Linked DNA regions of Gossypium hirsutum: region 2 is linked to region 1. Evidence: chromatin contacts called from public Hi-C data. All regions are on one chromosome and are shown on one strand. Each heading gives the region's core, a stretch centred on a gene start, on an enhancer-like site or on the middle of the called end of the contact. The rest is flanking DNA. Distances are from core to core; before and after follow the strand shown.

Region 1 (2,703 bases), core at 182-2,681:
AGTTTCTTCAATTTCCCTGAATCCCTACCATTCGAATTACCCAACAAACCCCATTCGTTTCTGATAATACTCATACACTCATTGTTATGAACCCACGCATTAAAAAGCTTAAACAATCTTGGACCCATTCCACAGAACCGTACGATAATAAAATCGAGATGTGATCTGAAACAGAATGATTTAACCCCTGCTGTTGAATGACCTCGAACTTTTTGAACCAAACTTCATCTACCCAAAAACCAATCCAGTCTGCTCTTCTTATTCTCTGGGCCATACCAAGTGAATTTCCTCCTCAACAAAGGCAAATCTACCAATTTACATCTCTCTAAAGAGCTCAAAAAGTCCTTCGACCCTCTTAATAAACCTACACAATTACTTTTGTCACTTTTGTTCCTAATTGCATTAGAGTCTCCCCCAACAATCCAAAAATATGTGAACCTATCCCTAACCTCTAATATTTCTACCCAAAAAATTTTCTGCTCCAGCAACCCATTTGGCGTGTACACATTAATCAGAACCCCTTCCCACCCCTCACAACACCAATTCCTTTCCACCACAATTAAACGGTTAGTACAGTAAACCTTTCTCGTTATAAAACTTGATTTATCCCATATGGTAATAAGACCACCTGAACGTCCTACTTCAGCAGCAAATCGGAATTCAAAATAATCTTCGCCCCATATTCTTCTAACTAAATCTCCTGACACTTTCTCAAGCTTAGTTTCTTGTAGAAAACACACATTCACCCTATGAATTCTGACTAATCTATTAATCGCAACTATTTTACCATCAGAACCCAACCCCCTAATATTTCACGATACAATTTTCATTTTTCCCAATTAAAAACTCGTCCACACAATCTTAGTACAGGAAAAAACTCACCTGATTGGCAAATATGTACAGCTATACCCGACCTCCTTTACTGTTGCTCCTCAAGCCTCATAATTTCCTCGATAACGTCTCTTTCTTCTCCCAGCACCCTAAGCCCCAATTTCTTCCCAACTTCCCAAGTCTGCTTCACCTCTCTAAGAATAACCTTTCTCCTGTTGCTTAATTCTGAATCGGACAAAGAGAGGTTAACCACTTTGTCTTCACTTCCTGGCTCTGCGCTGCTCTTGCCCTTTCTTCTATTTCGATCTCTTCTTTGAATTTCTTTGGAAGACAACACCCCGTCTTGAATGGCTTGCATTGACATAATTCTTTTATTAAACTGTCTCTTCTTCCTCTTACTTCTAATAGTGTTGTAAAATTCCTCTTCTACCTCTTGGCTTATGTCCCTATCCTCTGCTTCTGGAGTTGCTAAATTAAAATTATCGATCGGGAAAATCTGATCTTCGACAGGAAGAATTTCCCTGCCCGTAAGATGCCCTTCAAACCTAAGAGAGTCCAATCTTTCGTCAATATCTACCAGCCCAACTTGACCCTCCCTTTGACCCAAACCCAACACCAGGCCCATGTTGGCAACATCCTCATATGCCCGGTCCATTCCACTATTCGGCCTACTAACCCCCGCATCAACTTCGGCTGAAATTCCCACACTAAGGGTGCGTTTGTTTGCTGTAAAATGGTTTCTGGAAAATATTTTACATCATTTCCGGTGTTTGTTTGGGGGAAAATGAATTCCTTTAGGAAACCATTTTCCAAAACACGGTAAAATCAAGCCCATTCCTCCGGAAATTGTCTTACGGCTTCAAAATTGGTAAGACATTTTCCATTCTTCTCTAAGCAGACATTTTCTGTTCTCTTCTAAGCAGCAGACATTTTCCATTCCTCAAAGCTTCCGCCTCTCCTCATCTCTGCCTTGCCATCTCTGTCTCTCAGCATCTTCCTTCTCCATCTTTCTGCTCCATAGATCTGTTGGTGAGTCACCCAAAAGCTTCAAGTTTTTTATGAAATTGGTGGTTTTTTGCTGGATTTTCCAGAAATCGGAAGAAGGATGAAAATTCATCCTCTTCTTCCCTACACCACTCGACCCCCAATTCTTCACTACAGGGAAGCTTTCCCTTTTAATTTTCTTGCTATTTTCTGTATAAAAATCTCAACATTTCTACCTTCAAAGCTTCAGTTAGTAGATGCGATTGACCCGATTCATTTCTTATCTCTTATCGTTTTTTTATTTGTTTATTCCTTAGTTGGAATTTTAACTTTATTTTATCGCATTTTGTTGTGTAATTTTAGGGTTGCTGAATTTCTTAAACGAATTAAGCTTAATACTCTAATGTTCACTTCTTTTTGTATAGTTAATGATTATCATCATTTACGTTACCGTGGATTTTAGAAACCCCATAACTATTCTTACTATTGTTGTATTGTGTTTCCATTGTCGATTTTATTAGGCATTCATGGATGTCTGTTAACTTGCTTGGGGCGTTTTTGAGCTTTCATATAGGATAGCAGATTAGTAGCGTCCCATGTGGAGATTTTAGCTTCACCAGTGGTTAAATAATCCTTTTTTTTCATGGAGACAGTAGATGTTGAGCTGAAGTGGACTAAGAGCATTTCCAGTTCCTCTAATTTTTAAGTAGTTTCTGAGTACAATGATGTTCCTCTAATTTTTGCAGGGCTATTGAGCACCCAACTTTTTCAGCACTTACAAGACCATTGTGTGATCTGTATTCAACTTATTCCTCCCCTTCTAGTTGCAACGATAAAAGAAACTCAGGGTATATAGATGTTGTTGTAGTTCTGAATGCCGTGGGTCTT
Region 2 (2,700 bases), core at 197-2,696, 320 kb after region 1:
TCTCTCTCTCTCTCTCTCTCTCTCTCTAATGATTTGGCACGTGTGATTTGGAGTGAAGAAAAGAAAGCCCAAAAAGAAAAATGAATAATACCATATTTGGTCCCTGTATTTTGTTATATCATTTGATATGGTATATCCACTTTGAAAATGTCTATTTGGGTACTTTAAATATTACTTTGTAGGATGTCAGATGTCAATTTTTTATTAGAATTTTTAATTTCAAATAATAGAAGGAACCTCAAATTAAATAACTTGAAAATTGTTTTACCAAAAAATAAAAAATAAAACAAGTAGAGGATGAGAAAACAAATAGAATCCCAAGCTTGAAGGGATCTAAAAAAGAATAGTGCCAAATTGTGTTTAACTCCATGATTTAAAAAAAAAATCACGACTTTATTAACTTATACGATATATTTTCTCTTTCTTCGATATCTATAAATCACTAACTTGATTTATTATTTATTTATTTATTTCAAAATAGATGTTCTTTTTCTCTTCAATATTTCAATGATTGGTTTGTTCTGGTAATCGGATATAATTTAATTTTTAATTTATAAAAAATTACGTTCTACAAATTTTACAGATTTTTCAAATTTTGAAAACATCTTGATTCAAAAATTTAATCCCAGTCAAACATTAAAAAGTTGTTAAAAAGTTAAAAAACCAATTACAACAATAATATGTCAGCCTTGGAATGGATTCCATCTCCAATTAAGGGATATTATTGGTATAATATCGGTAAAAAGAAAAAAAAGTTTACAAGCAAGTTTAAATGATTAAAATAGATTAAATTTTTTATACAACACCTAAAATTAAGTATAATCTCTTAATCCATTCATAAATAAAAAGATAATTCACTTCAACATACAAACTTACATTCTATTGCATTAAAAACAGTATTTAAGTATTTACACGTAGACAATAAAATTTATTTATTTTTAAATAATACATTTAAAATGATTGTTGTTGTTAAATTAATTTAAATGTTGAATAACAAGTTTAACCCAGACTCAACGTGGCAATTAAGCCTTAAAAAACGCATGGATGGCACAGAATTATGGTAACAAAAACTAGAGAAAGCGAAAAAACAAAAAGGCATAATTCTTATTGTAATCCTCCTTCAAATGTTTTAGATTTAATTTGTATACTTTAATGAAATTATTTCTACAACATTATACTCTTACTATTGGATTAAGAGATTGTTGGTAGGAAAAATAATCTTAAACAGTTGTTAATTATTAAATGAATATGTTTAAATTCTAACTAAATTTTCTAGCTGCCTTAAGTGCACCAATAACCATAAAAGAACAATTAATAACGTCATCAAGTTGGATCTACCAGTATAGAATAAGATTAAATTTGAAATTCAACATAGTAAAGGACTAAAACCATAATTAGACCTAAAAAATCCTGACTTTTAAGCGAAGGCAGTTGAAATAAATGGATGGGTTTCACTTAAGATCACGGAGATTCTCCTTTACTTTGCTTCGTGATTCTCTTTCACTGTAAAACTAGAAATGCCGATTCTGTCTCTGTGTCTGACTCAGTCGACAAACCAAACCCCCTTGGAAAATGACTTATTACCCGTGATAATTCTCTGACTCTTCCCCCTATAAAAAATCTTTGTATTTCAATTATTTTTTATCCAATTTTAAAGCATAAAAAAAGATAAAAACATTTCTTACCTTTCACGAGATGTCTTTCTAACTTTGTTTGAATGCTTGGGGTTCTCTGCTCTGTTTCTTTTCTTTTTTTTTGTATAAATGAAGAGAATCGGGAGTCACATGTTGCGCTATGCTTTAAACTATTCCTACTATAATTCTTTTCTTCTATCCTTCTTAGCTTGAAGTTGGGGTCTTAGCTGCTTCTTTTTAGGTTTCTGGGTAATTTGTTAATAAAGTTGCAACCTATATAAAATTATTATTATTCTAATGGGGTCTTAATGATTTTTACTGTGTTGGGAATATTCAATTCAATACATTTTTTTGGTTGTCCTTTCTGGGTTTTGGATAATGTTCATTGGTGTTCTTGGAGAACTTCTTTGATCCTTGTCTCAGTTTCGCTACCATCTTTAATTTAATTCTATAGAAATATTTGGTTTTTTTTTTCTTTGAAGTTTTCGTTGAAAGAAAAATGAAGGGTTCTACTCTGTTTCAAGTATTAGCTATTTTATCCGTAATTGGGAGTGTTTTGAGCAAGGAGTGTACCAACACTCCAACTCAACTTTCATCGCATACTTTTCGTTACCAACTGTTGAAATCACATAACGAGACATGGAAACAAGAGATGTTTGCTCATTACCACTTGATCCCAACTGATGACTCCGCTTGGTCTGATTTATTACCAAGGAAAATCTTAAGACAAGAAGCTGATGAACTGAGTTGGTCAATGATGTATAAGAAAATGAAGAATCCTGGTAGTTTCAAGGTGGGTGGAGATTTCTTGAAGGAGATATCTCTGCATGACGTTAGATTGGATTCAGATTCGATTCAAGGAAGAGCACAAGAGACCAACTTGAAGTATTTATTGATGCTGGATGTGGATAATTTGGTTTGGAGTTTTAGGAAAACTGCAAATTTGCCAACGCCTGGGAAGCCATATGGAGGGTGGGAAGCCCCAGATATTGAGCTCCGTGGTCATTTTGTCGGTAATCATTGCTTTGCTTCCATTTCCATGCTGTCAAAAAAGCTATTAATTTAC

The links. Hi-C and Micro-C count contacts between places; a contact is called where the count stands out from the background.
Region 2: a contact with region 1 is called in a Hi-C map of leaf, with 2.3 times the contacts expected there. The contact joins the promoter of LOC107953094 here to the enhancer-like site in region 1. A contact is called at or near these places in 3 of 34 Hi-C or Micro-C datasets (all in leaf).

What each region holds. Positions count from the first base shown.
Region 1 is chrA07:26,118,305-26,121,007 of Gossypium_hirsutum_v2.1, forward strand. No RefSeq gene overlaps it. Among protein-coding and RNA genes, the nearest start is that of LOC121232242, 4.4 kb to the right of the region's middle. Within about 2 kb of position 1,432, at least 9 of the 9 cell types and tissues checked have an H3K27ac peak or open chromatin away from gene starts, as enhancers often do. A contact at or near this core is called in leaf, where this site is marked.
Region 2 is chrA07:26,438,932-26,441,631 of Gossypium_hirsutum_v2.1, forward strand. LOC107953094 reads left to right here and starts at 1,447. Exons shown (of 12, transcript XM_016888316.2): 1 at 1,447-2,647. The coding sequence starts at 2,134.